Linked DNA regions of Pan troglodytes: region 2 is linked to region 1. The links are chromatin contacts, called in public HiChIP or PLAC-seq maps. All regions are on one chromosome and are shown on one strand. Each heading gives the region's core, a stretch centred on a gene start, on an enhancer-like site or on the middle of the called end of the contact. The rest is flanking DNA. Distances are from core to core; before and after follow the strand shown.

Region 1 (7,639 bases), core at 2,621-5,120:
CAGTGGTGCGATCTCTGCTGACTGCAACATCTGCCTCCCAGGTTCAAGCGATTCTCCTGCCTTAGTCTCCTGAATAGCTGGGATTACAGGTGCCTGCCACCACGCCTGGCTTATTTTTTGTATTTTTAGTAGAGACAGGGTTTCACTATGTTGGCCAGGCTGGTCTTGAACTCCTGACCTCATGATCCACATGCCTCAGCCCCCCAAGGTGCTGGGATTACAGGTGTCAGCCACCATGCCGAGCAAGTAATTGTTATTTTTAAACTATTTCCATTTCTCCATTTGCATTCTCCATTTCTCCATCTTCAATATGTGTATATGTGTGTATACATATATATGACAGAGGTTATATATGTATATGTTATAATCATATAACCTCAGACACAGGGCTTCACAGCTAGAAGGAATTTCTACATCAAGTACAAAACTCTTGTTACATCTGTGTCCTTTCTGTCAGATTCAGAGGGTTAGAGTGATTTGGTTAGTGACGGAAATGATACTTAAACATGAGATTCCTGGCTTGAGGCTGCATCGTTTTTACTTTTCTTCCATTTACTTTTATCTTATTTAAATAACTTCCTATAGAACAATTTCCTTTAAATATGAAATGTTCCATAGGTTTTTGGTTCTCAGTAAATTATGATATTACAATAATGCGGTTTATTCTCCTGATTGCTGATCTCTTCATAAATTAGGACGTGTATTCACTTAAAGCAGTCTATTTGATAATGAAAACCCAGTGATTTCTAAATAGGCAGTCAGAAGAATCTGCTTTATGAAACAGACAAACCCCTAACATTGGGCCTTTAAAATGTTCGGATATCAAGACCACGAATATATTATCTAATATTAGAGCCCCTGAGCAAGGACTCAAGCTCTATTTTATGCCCCATCCCTGACTCACAGTAAGATCTTGGGCAAGTCACTTGACCTTCTTATATTTCAGAGTGTCAAACTGTGAAAAGCATGTCCATAAAACTGTGCAAGCATGACCTCATCATAAACCCGATGAACCTGAAAGCAAAGATGTGCTTTGATACATTAAAGAATTACCAAAATAGAACTCTAGTTTGTAAAATATGAAGAATCAGGAAAATAAATTTTACTATACTAAGTAAAAGGATTCTGAAATGTACAGTTTTTAGCAAGTAAAGTCATAAAAAGTTTCAAAATGTTATATTTGGGTGAAATAAGGTTAATGACAGAGGAAAAATATTATTTTAGAGAATGCTTGGCTTTCAAAACCATAGATTGTAGCAACTTAACCAAAATAATCACAAGGAATGGAAGACTATCAGAAACGAGTAGATCCTTAATAATTAAACACATTTCTAGGCCATTATTTCCCCCTACTTATACAATGCATATCATGTTTTAAAATGTATTTCACTGGCTGGGAGCGGTGGCTCACACCTGTAATCCCAGCACTTTGGGAGGCCGAGGCAGGTGGATCACTTGAAGTCAGGAGTTCGAGACCAGCCTGGCCAACATGGTGAAACCCCATCTCTACTAAAAATACAAAAATTAGCCAGGCGTGGTGGCAGGCACCTGTACCTGTAATCCCAGCTACTCAGGGGGCTGAGGCAGGAGAATCGCTTGAACCCACAAGGCGAAGGTTGCAGTGAGCTGAGACTGCACCACTGCACTCCAGCCTGGGCAACAGAGTGAGGCTCTGTCTCAAAAAAAGAGAAAAAATGTATTTCACTAACTACTATATGAAAAGCCCCAGAGAAAGAATACCAATACCCTTAGGAAAGAAGCAGTTTTATTATTATTATTATTATTGGATGGAGTCTCACTCTGTCACCAGGCTGGAATGCGATGGCGCTATCTTGGCTCACTGCAACCTCCGATGCCCTGGTTCAAGGGATTCTCCTGCCTTAGCCTACTGAAAGTAGCTGAGATTACAGGCACGCGCCACCACACCCAGCTAATTTTTGTATTTTTAGTAGAGACAAGGTTTCACTATGTTGGCCAGGATGGTCTCGATCTCCTGACCTCGTGATCCGCCTGCTTCGGCCTCCCCAAGTGCTGGGATTACAGGTGTGAGCCACCGCGCCCGGCCAAGATGCAGTTTTAATAAGGAGTTTGGCCATTTAGGCTTGTAACTGACTGGATTATTGAATATTCTTTAAAATTAATTTGTATTAGTCCCTTTTCTTCTATTTCCTTATCTCCAACTCTCGCATTAGTATGCACGCTTTATTCCTACTCAGGTTTTCCCCTATGAGCCCAGGAGTATTATTATTATTTTTTTGCAGGGATTAGGATCAGGTTTGTGAAGTGAATAGTGTCTTTCTAATCTGCAGAGGGAAGGCAGCATCCCCTGGCTTGCTGCTGCAGCCTCTCTTTAAATTAAACAGCAGGTTCACTCTTTCTGCGGCATTCCAGAAGGAACATCAGTAGGAACAGCTCCACAGATGCTGACGTCTTGTCTAAGGTTATCCCAAGAAGTCCTGTGGCATTTGCAATGTGCCTGTACATTTTTCCTTTTTTAAAAAAACATATTCCTGCAGACTTTGTTGAAACCAGAAACAAACACAAGCAAGCAAAGCCCTTTCTAGCGCAGCATGTTAATCACACACTTTGCCATATTCTGTAAAACAGTAAGCAAATGATAACCTCCAACTGTTGCCCGGGCCCTGTAAAACAGAAGATCAAATTCTGTGTTCTGCCTTGGCAAGAAAAGAAACTGCAGCATTTTGTCTAGATTTTTACAAGTCCTGGGGTTCACATTACTGGCTGAAATTGTTCTTTCTCTACTTTACAGAAAAATGGAAAACACTAGTAAACTTAAAGATTTAAATATTATTTTAAAAGGAATATAATAAAAAATGGAAAACACTAGTATATTTAAAGATTTAAATAGTCTTTTAAAAGGAATATAATCAAAACTGTAGTTTAAAATACAATCTAGCTCCATAAGAGAGGCAATTGGCTGTGTGTTCCACTTGTAATGCAGAGGATTTGAAGCATCTATTTTTTCCCTTGTTTCTATGGATTTATGAATAAAGACTCTGACCCTTCTCAGGATCAGGAAAATTACGAAAAATTTAAAGCCTGGGTTTAAGGTCTGTAGAAGCTGCACAGGTACACTAATTTTAGTAAGACGGGCGCCAGGAAAAAGAGAACAAAATAGTAGGGGAGAAATATTCAGGCATCCTAAAAAATATTCAGTGGAAACGTAAAAACATTAAAGACTGATTAAACATCGCAGCATGACACAGATTTAGCAACTGAGCATAAATAATTTGGCTCGGATACTGCTCCAAAATCCGAAGAGGACCAATTTCTTCCAGGAGGACAACTACCTCGTCCTCTGCAGACCCCTCTCCTCGGCAGCTGAAGGAGTGTGGCCAATCTGCCTCCACCTCCCCGCGGACCCCCTACTCTCAGGACCTCCTGCAGCACCCCAAACTGGAAGTGGCCGCTGCAGACCCAAGGACGAGGGGCACGCGGGAGCCGGCAGCCCTAGTGGAGCGGTTGGAGATGTCGAGGTGGGAGGGTCACCCAGGTGGGGTGAGGCTGGGGTAGGTAGCGGGGTGAACGGCTTCAGAAGCTCTGGGCCGCCCCCAGGTTGGACTAAGCAGGCGCTCTGTCTTCGCCCCCGCCCAGGATGGGCGTCTCCTGAGGACTCCCCGCCACACCTGACCCGAGACCGCGCGCCCAGCCTAGAACGCTTCCCCGACCCAGCGTAGGGCCGCCGCGACTGGCGCGCAGGGGGCGGCGGGAGGCCTGGCGAACCCGGGGGCGGGACCAGGCAGGCAAGGCCCGGCTGCCGCAGCTCCGCTCTGCGCGAGGCGGCTCCGCCGCGGCGGAGGGATACGGCGCACCATATATATATCGCGGGGCGCAGACTCGCGCTCCGGCAGTGGTGCTGGGAGTGTCGTGGACGCCGTGCCGTTACTCGTAGTCAGGCGGCGGCGCAGGCGGCGGCGGCGGCATAGCGCACAGCGCGCCTTAGCAGCAGCAGCAGCAGCAGCAGCATCGGAGGTACCCCCGCCGTCGCAGCCCCCGCGCTGGTGCAGCCACCCTCGCTCCCTCTGCTCTTCCTCCCTTCGCTCGCACCATGGTAGGTCGGGAGTGGCAAATGCCGGCGTAGCAGCTGCCCGAGATTTCTTCCCAGATTTCTAGTTGTTTTGTTTGTTTTTTGTTTTTGGTTCTTGGAGGTTTTTCTTTTCTGAGTGTTACGCAGCAGCTGCGCTTAAAGGAGGTTGCACTTTGGATTTGCATCTCGGCGACCTCTGCCAGGGAGCTTCATTTATTGGTTCCCCTTGGAGCTGGACTTGGTCGTAGGCCGTCCACGGGCAGGGGCTCCGGCCGCAACTGCAGCGGGGGTTTCTGCATCCAATCCCCCTGCCCCCCGCCCAGCCCCGCACCCACTGCATCCACTAGCGCCGCACCCGGGCTGCCTGCAGCGCAGCGTTTCGGCCTGGGAGCCGGGCGGGGCCGGGCACTAGACCCCCCCCCCGCGGCCCGCCCCTCCCCACCCCGCTTCTCCGCCGGCGCGAAGGTGGCAGGTCGGGCGGGCAGTGGAGAATGAATGGGCTGGAGCTGGCCGGTGGCGCACATTGTTCCGGCCGGGTGTTGAGGGGCGCAGTCAGCGCCCGCCACCTCCCCACCTTGGCCGGCCCTGCTGGGCGCCCTCCCTCGGTCGCTCTCCCCTCCTTCTTCCCGGGGGGCGCGGCGCGGGCGTGGGCTGGGAAGGAAGGAGCCGGGGAAGGGTGGGGTTGGGGGCAGGAAGGCGAGGGGTTGGGGGCGGAGAGGGCGGAAGCGGCGGCCGGGCCGCCCTGCGCCCGGGCGGGGCCCTGCGGTGTGGCCGTGGCTTGTTCCTGCCGCTTTCGCACCCTGCGGCCCCCCACCCGGTGCAGCAGTGCGGGCGGGCGTGAGCCTCGGTGCAGCAGGAGTCCCTTCCCGCGGGAGGCGCTGGGCTCGCGCTAATTGGGGCGGGCGGGGGGGGGGGGGCGGCGGGGGAGGAGGGAGCTGGCGCGCGGCTTGGTTTCCATTAGAGACGCAAAGTTTCTGCTCCGGGAGGAGGCGGCGGCGCCGCGGGCTCGTCGCCTGGGGGAGCAGAAGCGGGTGGGAGGTGCGGGTGGCCTTGGCCGCGGCCCTGGTGCGCGGGGGCCGGGGATGGTGACCCTCCTGGCCGAGGAGGGGCGGCGTCCAGACGCCCGCTCGGGGGCCGCCTTCCCCCCCACGCCTGCCCCCGGGCACGCGGCCTGCCCGGTCCCTCGCCCCGCGCCACTTCCAGTCCGCAGAGGGATGCCCTCCACGTTTCTGCTTTCTCTGCAGCTTCTAGATTGCCAGATGCGACTGTGCGCCTCGCTGGGTGTGTTTTCCACAGCCCCTTCCTCCTCGGCGTGCAGGGCTGACATCACCGACTGCGTTTCTGGTTTGGCGGGTGGGGAGATGGTTCCCTGCAGGGTTCTGGTACACCTTTGCCCCCAGGGCTAGCGCCATTTGGGGGAGGAGGATTTCGTTGTCGAGAAAGTTGGATGCTCCTGGTAACCCCTCTAACAAGAGAGTTTTGTAGCGAGGTGGGACTGTTCTCCCCATAAGGTGACAGTTTCTCTTGCGAGGTGTGGCAGCGCTTCCTGTTGTACAAGACAGATGTTGCCTTGGCGTTACGTAAATCATCGTGTCTCCCTCATTTAAAGAAAGCCAATTTTTAGTGATTGAGGTAGAAAGAAAGATCCGTTTATAATTTGTAAAAACAAGTTTTCACCCAGAATCAATATATTGGAACACCATTCCTACTGTTAAAGTTTTCACTTAAGAGTATAAACTTCATCAGCTTTCTATTAGGACTTATTTTGTAATTGGCTTCTTAGGCATCCTTCTTTAAAAGAGAAATCCACGTTAGCTCTCCTTGAGGTCTCGAGTTCCCTCGGCTGGAGGCACAGGTTCAGTGGAGACCAAATAATGCAGGTGAATTACCTTCGTGGCCATTACTGCCTCGAACGAAGTGTGTTTATTAAGAACAGTTCTTTTGTCATTCTTAAGGTAGGTAGGGTTAATACTCTCCAGCAAATTTAGTAGATACTCTTTGCCAGAAAAGAGAGGAGTATATATAGTTTGATAATTATTGTGTAGTTTTCTGTGTACTTAATTTTTGCAATTTTGTAACACTTCATTTGTAAGATGGTACCATTTTTTCCTGGCTTCTGAATCATAGGATAGTTTGACCCAGGGCATTAGCCATTGTAATGGTAGGCTTTTAACAAATAACTGCCTAATTTAAAGGATTGGAAAGCATTTGTTACATGGAAATGAAGTTGGTGGCGTACCCAGTTGCTGTATCTTTATTTTTTCTACTTAATTATTTCTCATAAAATGGATATAAAAGCCTGTTAATCCAACCCAATGCCATTATGTAACGCCAGTTTGGAGATTTCGAGGGCCTGGAGCAGTGCGCAAGGTGCGCTGAAAGCCTGCCCCTGGATGAGATCCTTATCCTGGCTGTGGTGGCAGTGGCAGTGGGCTGGGTCCCTTGTTGAGTGGAAAGGGGGACTGCGGTGTCCATGGTGCAGTAGGTGGCGCTCTTCTGTCTTAGAGCCTGCCGCCACTGCAGCTGGTGCCAAGGGGCCTTCTGCCACTAGAGGTGCCATTTTTCACATGATGAACTTAGCCTAGTTAGATCGCAGAGCAAGCTGTAAGCCATGGGCCCAGAAAAGAAAACTTGAAGTGAGCAGATGTTGTCACTTCCTTGTAATCCTTTGTTAAAATAGCATAAGGAGTTTTCTTTATTCTATTTACTTTCATTAAATGACCGTGCTACAGGTTTCAAAGAATCTTAAGATTGATTTTTGAAAGATCACAATATTAAAAGTATAACTGGAAAACCTATGTTGAAATCAACCAAACATGTCGTGGACTGAATGATAACCTTTTCTTTCTTCATATAGGCTGATCAGCTGACCGAAGAACAGATTGCTGGTAAGTTGACAACTCCAAGGAGTCCCCAGAAGGCCAGAACTAGGCACTGACTCAGTTTTGGTGACTCCTCTGTTCCTCCCCGCTACAGTCTGGGCAGTTTTCTAAGAATTTATTTAAATAAGAACAGTAAGCAGAAACATTGAGGTCAGATGTTATTCTTGCCAGTACTTTATAGATGAGGTGAAAGGAAGTAAAACTAAGGATGCCTACGTGTTAAACTCTGGAGAATTTGACCATGTTTCACAATGTGCAAAGTTTGCGTATGATTAATTGTACTGAGCCTGCTACTCAACGGTTTAGTTTACAATTCTTATGCCATGGGTCTTTCAGTAATCTGCCACGAAAGCTTGTGCTCGCTATCCTAAAATAAATGGAAATGGGTGAATATGAGTGTTAGGACCACTGTAGTAATTGGGAAGAAAGTTACATTAGTTAAACTCTGTTGCCCAGGCTGGTCTCTAACTCCTGGGCTCAAGCAATCCTCCTGCCTCAGCCTCCTGAGTAGCTGGGACTACAGGCATGTGCCACCACGTCTGGCAGATTTTAGCTTTTTAATATTCCTGGAGGACTTGTTTTGAGACTGTTTCTCTTTAGGAAACCAGGAATGCTTCTGAAATATTCTAAAAGTCATGTGGAGAGAGTTTACCTGGGAATGTACATTTCTAGTAACCATTTTATTTGTTATGAAACGAGGGATTCTTAT
Region 2 (7,639 bases), core at 2,354-4,853, 420 kb after region 1:
TCCACCTCTTGGCAAAACATCTAAACCAATTCATCTCAAAGGAGCCAGGCTGGGGCAGTACGCTCTGAAAGTGTCCACTATTTAGAGTCCTTAACGGGGAGGGGCTGCCACGCTTCCTTCCCGTAAGGAGCTAATGCTGCTGGGTGGGGAAGCCCACTACAAGTGGGAGCTTTGGGAAGGAGGGGTTCCTCTGCTCAGAACTCTCCCATAGCCCCGTCCCACTCACAGGAAAGCCAAAGCCTTACCCTCGGCCTATCCGGCCCCGCCACTTTCTACCCATGAAGTTCCCTCCCTAGAACACGCTTCTCCACCTCCTTAGGTCTCATCTCAGATGTTGCCTTCTTGGGGACACCTTTCAGGGCCACCCTGTTTAAACTAGTAGTTCCTGCATCCCCCACTCCCAGCCCACTCCAAAGCACCTATTCACCTTCCCCTTTTTCTCTTTGATAGCACTGACCACCATCTGACACCCTGTAAACTTCACCTAATGATTATATTGATTATCTGTCTCCCTGCCCCTTTCCTACTGGGATGTGAGTTTCATAAGGGCTGAGATTTTTGCCATTTTTGTCTGTTTTGTTTACCAGTGTATTTCCAGTGCCTAAAACAGCGGCTAGCACAGAGCAGGTACTCAATCTTTGTGGAAGGAAGGAAGGAATGAGTGGCTGGCCCTGAGAGACATTAGCTACTTTAACCCTCATAACAACCCCTGCAAGGTAAGTCATTTAAATCCCGTTCTAAAATGAGAAAACTGAGGCTCAGAGTGGTTAAGTGATTTGGCCAATGTCACAAAGTCAAGAAGTGGCCAAGGTCACAAGAATCAGTCCCCCATCTGGCTGGCTCCAAACACTGTATTCTTTTTTTTTTTTTTTCGCCTGTGGTTGTTTTCATGGTAACTGTCTTAGTGTGACAAACGTGACATTCACTTGCTTTCCTTATTCTAAGCAGAAGATGCTTTAACTTCAGGATTTTGCAAAATCTGCCCAGAACTTGTGCTCATGCACCTGAGAATCTATGGGGGAGCCGGTGCCCCCAAAAGCCAGGAAGAAGTCCCTCTACCAGCCCGAGAGTGGGAAGGCCTCACCAGTCAAAGGGAGGGAAGGCCCCTCTTGCAAACACCAAAGGAGAGCCACAATCATTCTAGTTTAGTTTCATCTTTTTCTTGGCTTCATCGTTTTATTTTCCTGAGCACTCACTCTGTCTGATCTTTTCAAGTCTGGGTAACTTTTTGCCATCAATGGCTACCACTCACCATGTGAGTCTCTAGGACAAAAATCTATGTCCCATGAGTTTCCCCAAACTGAACTTGCACACAGACCCATGGACCACAGTGCCCCCGCAAACCCCACTCCCCAAGCCCCACTCATGACTGCATCTTAGGACATTGGGAGCAGCCCCTGGGAAGAGAGCTAAGCCTTTCGGGGGCCATGAAGGTGAATAGGAAGGGCCCAGGCCACCAAAAACCCATCTACCCTCCCATTCCAGGGACCATCATAGCTTGAGTCCCCCTTCATCTGCCTGTCATTCTCAATCACATTAACTCATCTGTTTTGTTTCAATCACTTCTCACTATCTGAAGCTGTGCTGTTTATTTATTTCCATATTTGCTTATCACCTGCCTCCTGAGAGCAGGGTGAGGGCATAAGGGCAGGGGCTTGGTCAGTGCTGTTCACCACTGTTCTGTGACTGGCACAGGTGGGCACGCAAATATTGGGTGAATGAATAAGCAAAGACAGCAGGAAACAAGTGGATTCAGAAGAAAAAAGACCAGGAGGCTCACAAATAAACCCATTTAATCCTAAAATCAACCTGCACAGAAGGTGTCATTATGCCTACACTGCTGGGAAGCCACAAAGTAGACCCAGGACTGTGCAACTCCGAGAGGAAAAGAGAAAATGCTGCAGGTAAGCGGAGAAGCAGGTGAGCCCGACAAGGAGGGCAAGGGCAAGCTGCCTCTGGGGCCCAGGGCACTGAACACCATCTCCTCAAAGGCTGACATAACTGAGAAGAGTCCACATTTTCCACCAAGTGGAGCCCGTGTAGGGTCGGTGCTATCTCCATGCCCCGACACACCATGGCACCTGCGTTCACCCAGAAGGTACCTGCCCACAGCATGCATCCATCATTGAGAGTGTGCAAAACCAAGTTCTAATTTCCAGGCACTAATACCATAGGACGCAAACAAAAACTACCCTCCAGGAGGACATCCCTCTCCTTTCTGGGTAGTCTGAAGTGAGAAGGCTGAAAATCGTGCAGATGTCCTTTCTTAGAGCAGCCCCGCCATCCATTCATTCACTCTTTCATTCATTTGTTCAGCCAACATGTGCTCACTCGGCCTGGAGAAGCCCAGGATGAAATGAGACAAACCCTCTAACCTCTGGCCACGGTGTGCTGGTGCCTGCGCTTTAGGCGGGTACTAAAAGACAAGCAAATATTAAAGATACTCGCTTCCAAAACAAATAAGGCCATGTGGAGCTGTGCACTGGAATGGGATTCTGGATGCAATTTTATTTGATTGGGTACAAGAACCAATCCAGTTAAAGGGGTCATGAACCAACTCCAGGCACCAGGCTCCTACTCAGAGGCTGCCTCAGACCCCCTTCTGGCCCAGGCACCAACCCCTCACCCACCCAGCTCCATCTCCCGACATTCTTCAACCACATTCCCATCTCGCTCCACAATATTCTCCCTCCAGGTCCCCCTGACTCTATTTCTCCTCTATTCCCAACCCTGACCTCTCTAGGTCGGCAGCCTTGATGCTACTTCTCCGAACGCCAGGACGCACAACCCAGCCTGCTTTCTACCACCACCCCACACACCTCGAGTCTGCGCTTCCACCCAGAACCCCTTAAACACCATATGTTTACAAACCAGATTCCCCAGGGGTCTATGTACAACACCCCATTCTCAAGACCCCATAAACACATCCTGATTCCCTGAGCACACCATACACACACTGTGGACTTCACCCACGTCCTGAGGGACCCCCTCACCCCATCACCTCCAACTTCTCAGAAGCCCCAGGCCGGCCCCTGACCTCCTGTGGTCCCAGTGGAGCAGCGGACTCGCTGAGACCCCCGGACACCCCAGACTCCGCAAAAGCCCGCCCTGCACGCTTGAACCCCAGGCGCCGGGACAGCCCCTGGCGCCCCCCGGGCCCTCACACCGCGTGACTCCGGGGCACCCGGACTCCCCCAGGCCCCGGTCCCGCGCACATCCCCTGGGCCGCAGCTCCCTCGCGGCCCGGCCGCGCCCCTGCCCGCGCCCCGCGCCCGGCCGCGCCTCGGGGGCCCGTTCCCGCGGAGGCCGCGGCGCCCCCCGCAGCCCAGGCCGGCGCGCCCGGCGCGTACCGTTGGCGATGAGCTTGGCCGACAGCTGCTTGACGAGCTCAGGGATCCGCTCCCACTGGCACTCGGAGCGGCAGCGCTCGATCTCCGTCTCCAGCCGCGAGCCTGCCTTCTTGGTCGCCATCGCGGCCTGGCCGGGCCCGGCCGCCCGCCCCGCAGGCCCCACCGCCGCCGCCGCCGCGGCGCCCCCTCGCCGCCTCCCGCCGCCGCCGCGGGCTCGGGCTCCGGCTCCCGGCTCCGCGGCGTAACGGGAGCGCCGGCTGGGGAAGGGGCGGGGAGGCGGGCGGCGGCGGCGGGCGCGGCGGGGCCCCGGGCGCCGCGAGGAGCGGCCCCTGCCGGCCAGGGCCGGAGCCGCAGCACTGGCCGGGGCCGGAGCCAGGGCTGGGGCAGGGGCGGGGGCTAGGGCGGGAGACAGGGGCCCGAGGGAGGAAAGGCGGGGTGGGCATGGAGGACAGGGAGAGGGACTGGGGGTGTCTGGGGCGGGGTGAAGACCTAGGGGAAGTGGGGATGGGGGTGGGGGAGCGGGGTAGGAGAGAGATCTGACCAAGGGCGGGTGAGGGGTCTGGTGGGGTAGGGGTCTGGGCAGGATGAAGGGGAGGGAGAGGATCGGGAGGGAGCTAGCGACAGCCTGGGAGCGGGTTGGATCCCCAGGAGTAGGGCCAAGAAAGGGCAGTGACCCTGGGGAAGGTCACCGCCCGGTGGGACCAGTGAGCCGGGTGTGAGGGGTGGGGGGAGGCCTGCCCGAGTTTGTCCTGCCATCTCAGGTGGCCAGCGGTTCCCTGGGGCCCGGTTGGCCTGTGCCCCTTAGCAGGTGCCCCTCTGCCCCGCAGCCTTAGCCCCTACCCAGCCAGAGGTGGACGGAGACTCCTCCATCCCAGGCAAGGCACAGCACCTGCCAGGGGTGCCCTAGATGGCTGAGCGGAGCCAGGCAGGGGCTGCCACTCTCACACGCCAGCTCTCGGACCCCCTGAGGGGAAGGCACAGTCATTGGTGGGGCCTCCTGTCTTGGCCACCTAGACTGAGACCTAGGGAGGTGTCCCTCTGTGAATCAACTGTCTAGTGATCACCTACTATGTGCTGGGCGCTGCTTTAGGTGCCAGAGATAGAATTGTGAGCTAAAAAAACAAAATTCCTGGCTTGAGAGAGCTTACATTCCAGTTTGGGGGAAAAATAAGCAAAATAAAATAGTAAACTAGACTGTAAAAATGGCTATTTGAAGAAACAGGGAAGGGTTCAGTGACGAACATAAAGAGTTGGGACAGGCGGGTGGCTCATGCCTGTAATCCCAGCTACTCAGGAGGCTGAGGCAGGATGATTGCTTGAGCCCAGAAGGTGGAGGCTGCAGTGAGCAGTGAACGCACTTCAGCCTGAGCAAGTGTTGCCATTTAAAATGGAGCAGTCAGGGATGGCCTCACGGAGGTGGCATTAGACTTGAAGAAACTAAGGGGGAGCCATGAGGATATCTCTGGGGGAGGAGTATCCCAGGCAGAGAACACCACAAGTGCGAAGGCTCTGGGGTTAGAGCACACTGGGTGGGATGGAGAAATGGCAGAGGCCAGAGGGGCTGGGTGGAGTGAAGGAGAGGGGCCGAGGCAGGAGATGAGCTCTGAGAGGTTGGGGGGAGTTCTGTGTAGTGCCTGGTGGGCCATTATAAGACTTTGGCTTTTGGCTGGGCACGGTGGCTCATGCCTGTAATCCCAGCACTTTGGGAGGCCGAGGTGGGCGGATCACGAGGTCAGAAGATCAAGACCGTCCTAGCTAACATGGTGAAACCCGTCTCTACTAAAAATATTTTTAAAAATTAGCCGGGCGTGGTGGCGGGCGCCTGTAGTCCCAGCTACTGGGGAGGCTGAGGCAGGAGAATGGTGTGAACCCGGGAGGTGGAGTTTGCAGTGAGCTGAGATGGCAGCACTACACTCCAGCCTGGGCAACAGAGAGAGACTCCGTCTCAAAAAAAAAAAAAAAATTTTTACTTTTACTCTGGTGACATGGAGCAGCCCTGCAGGGCTTTTCACAGAAGAGTGGCATGATCAGACCTACACTTTGGACTATCACTGTGACTGCAGTGTTGAGAATACTGCCAGGGAAATAGCTGTGGTGGTGGCAGTGTTGGATTCTGGGTCCTGCATTTGAGAGTGAAGCTGTCAGTCTGGAAGGTTCCATAGCCCACCCGCAGTCACGAGGAGGCACTGAGGGGTCGTTGTCATTCCTTCTGGGTGCCCTTACTCCAACTTTCCAAGAGCAGTCACACGCAGGTTCTTATCCCCACCACAACTCCCCCACCACCGGAGTTGATGAAGAACACACACCGTGGACCTCAGTTTACCAATGAGGAGGCTGAATCACAGACATTTAAGAGAGGTGAGGAGGAAAGATCAGGAGATGTTTTCTGATGTGACCAGTATCACTTTCAGGCACCTCAGGGACTGCCAAGGTGATGGAAGTTGAGCTGACAGGCCCTGGACACTGTGAACAGCCCAGGGAAAGGGGAACTAGAACGTTAGAGTTTCAACAGGGGACCCTTTAGTGCCCTGGCCCTTAGCTTCCACCAAGAGGGAGCAGGAAGGGAAGGAGAAGAAATCTCCACAGGAGATGTTTCCTCTCTCCTGACACCCTCCTGTTCTCCCAACTCCAGTCTGTCTCTCCAGATTTGCTGGGAATGTTCTCCATCTGGACCAGGAGACAGATTCCTGTGCCTTCTTTCAGACACGGGCCAAAGGTTACTGGGCAGCCTTGCTCAACATCTGACAGACCTTGTGTGACAGCACTTGCCATCTCCCTCTGGGAAGGGGCAGGGTCTTAATCATGACTAACGCATACACTGCCTCAGTTGCCACACTGGAAGGTAAATGATGAGGGCCATCTGTCTGCCTCCCTACCTGATAAGGTGGCTTCATGAGGACGGATGCTGCCTGGGCCGTGGCATTTAACATCCCCAGGCCTCCATTTCTTGGCTGTGATACCTCCCCCTGGAGCTGGTTGAGGAGGAAATGAGGAAATACAGGTAGGCCACAGAGAACAGTGCCAGCATGCCAGGCTCTGTGGCTCACGCCTGTAATCCCAGCACTTTGGGTGGATCACGAGGTCAGAAGATCGAGACCTTTCTGGTTAACATGGTGAAACCCTGTCTCTACTAAAAATACAAAAAAATTAGCCGGGCATGGTGGTGGGCGCCTGTAGTCCCAGCTACTCGGGAGGCTGAGGCAGGAGAATCGCTTGAACCCATGAGGTAGAGGCTGCATCTCCATCATGCCACTGCACTCCAGCCTGGGTGACAGAGCAAGACTCCATCTCAAAAAAAAAAAAAAAAACAGTGCCAGTGCACCAATAGAGTGCCATGTCGGCTGTCATTCTGTGTCTCTCTGCCCCTTGCAAGCCGCATAGGGCCTGGCACATTGTGGGAGCTTAAATGAACGAGGCTGGAGTCCCCAAGGTCTAGAGCCGCCTGCGAGTGCGTTTCCTTAGGATGAAACATCCCAATGATGAATCCATGTCACTATGTTCCAGGCTTCCACCGTCACGGCAGGCCACCTACAGGGGCCCAACGCCAGAATATTCTTCAGACCATGTGCTTGGGCGCAGAGGTTGCTGGGTATAGGGGTTGGGAGCAGAGGCTGACAAACATTGTCAGCCTGAAGCAGGAGAGAGAAGGAACCCTCTGGGCTTCACCGTGGGAGCCTGAGAGCTGGGCCCTGTGGCCTCTGGGCTCGTTTCTGCCTCTGCCTTCCATATCCTGGCCCTCATCCATGGCCCGGGCCACTCTGGCAGCTGCCACAGCAACCCTAGAGAGGTACAAGTGATCCTATGAGGACAAAGTCCCTGGATGGTTCTCCAGGTGACTTTACCTGCAGGCAGCACTCAGCTAAATTCAAGAGTAAGAAGGCATTCATGCTCATAATAGTAATTAAGGCAATATCTTTTCCTCTAGGCATTCAGGTAGTACAGGTTTGACAAGGATGTGGAAAATCACAGCCTATAGGCCCAATCCCACCATGGGGCTTGGGGTACCTGGCAGGAAAGAAGTGGAGGACGGCTGGGAAGGGAGTCTGACTTCTGGCCAATTCCTTGAGAACAGCTGGGGTGCCAGGAGCAGTGGAGGCAGGCTGTAGGCTCATTCCAAAGGCCAGTGCAAATAGGGGGCTTGTGTGGTCTGGAGACCTCCCAGTCCTCATCTCCGAAAGCCTGGATTCCCTGTGCAATCAGAATAAGGGAAGAGGTGAGCAGCAAGGGAGCGGGCGTGAGAGAGAAAACAGAGAGAGAGAATGAGAGAGGGATTGTGGCCAGGGTAGGAT

Evidence for each region. HiChIP or PLAC-seq counts read pairs in DNA pulled down with a chosen protein or histone mark.
Region 2: a contact with region 1 is called in an H3K4me3 HiChIP or PLAC-seq map of stem cell-derived excitatory neurons, with 2.7 times the contacts expected there. The contact joins the promoter of TTC7B here to the promoter of CALM1 in region 1. A contact is called at or near these places in 1 of 7 Hi-C or Micro-C datasets (stem cell-derived neural progenitor cells) and 1 of 1 datasets of contacts at active chromatin or transcription factors (stem cell-derived excitatory neurons).

What each region holds. Positions count from the first base shown.
Region 1 is chr15:88,398,489-88,406,127 of NHGRI_mPanTro3-v2.0_pri, forward strand. It overlaps CALM1 (calmodulin 1), which reads left to right and starts at 3,871. Exons shown (of 6, transcript NM_001110819.1): 1 at 3,871-4,072; 2 at 6,906-6,936. The coding sequence starts at 4,070.
Region 2 is chr15:88,817,683-88,825,321 of NHGRI_mPanTro3-v2.0_pri, forward strand. TTC7B (tetratricopeptide repeat domain 7B) reads right to left here and starts at 3,604. Exons shown (of 20, transcript XM_024348858.3): 1 at 3,351-3,604. The coding sequence starts at 3,471. LOC104002135 (a long non-coding RNA gene) reads right to left here. Exons shown (of 4, transcript XR_008539076.2): 4 at 7,246-7,538.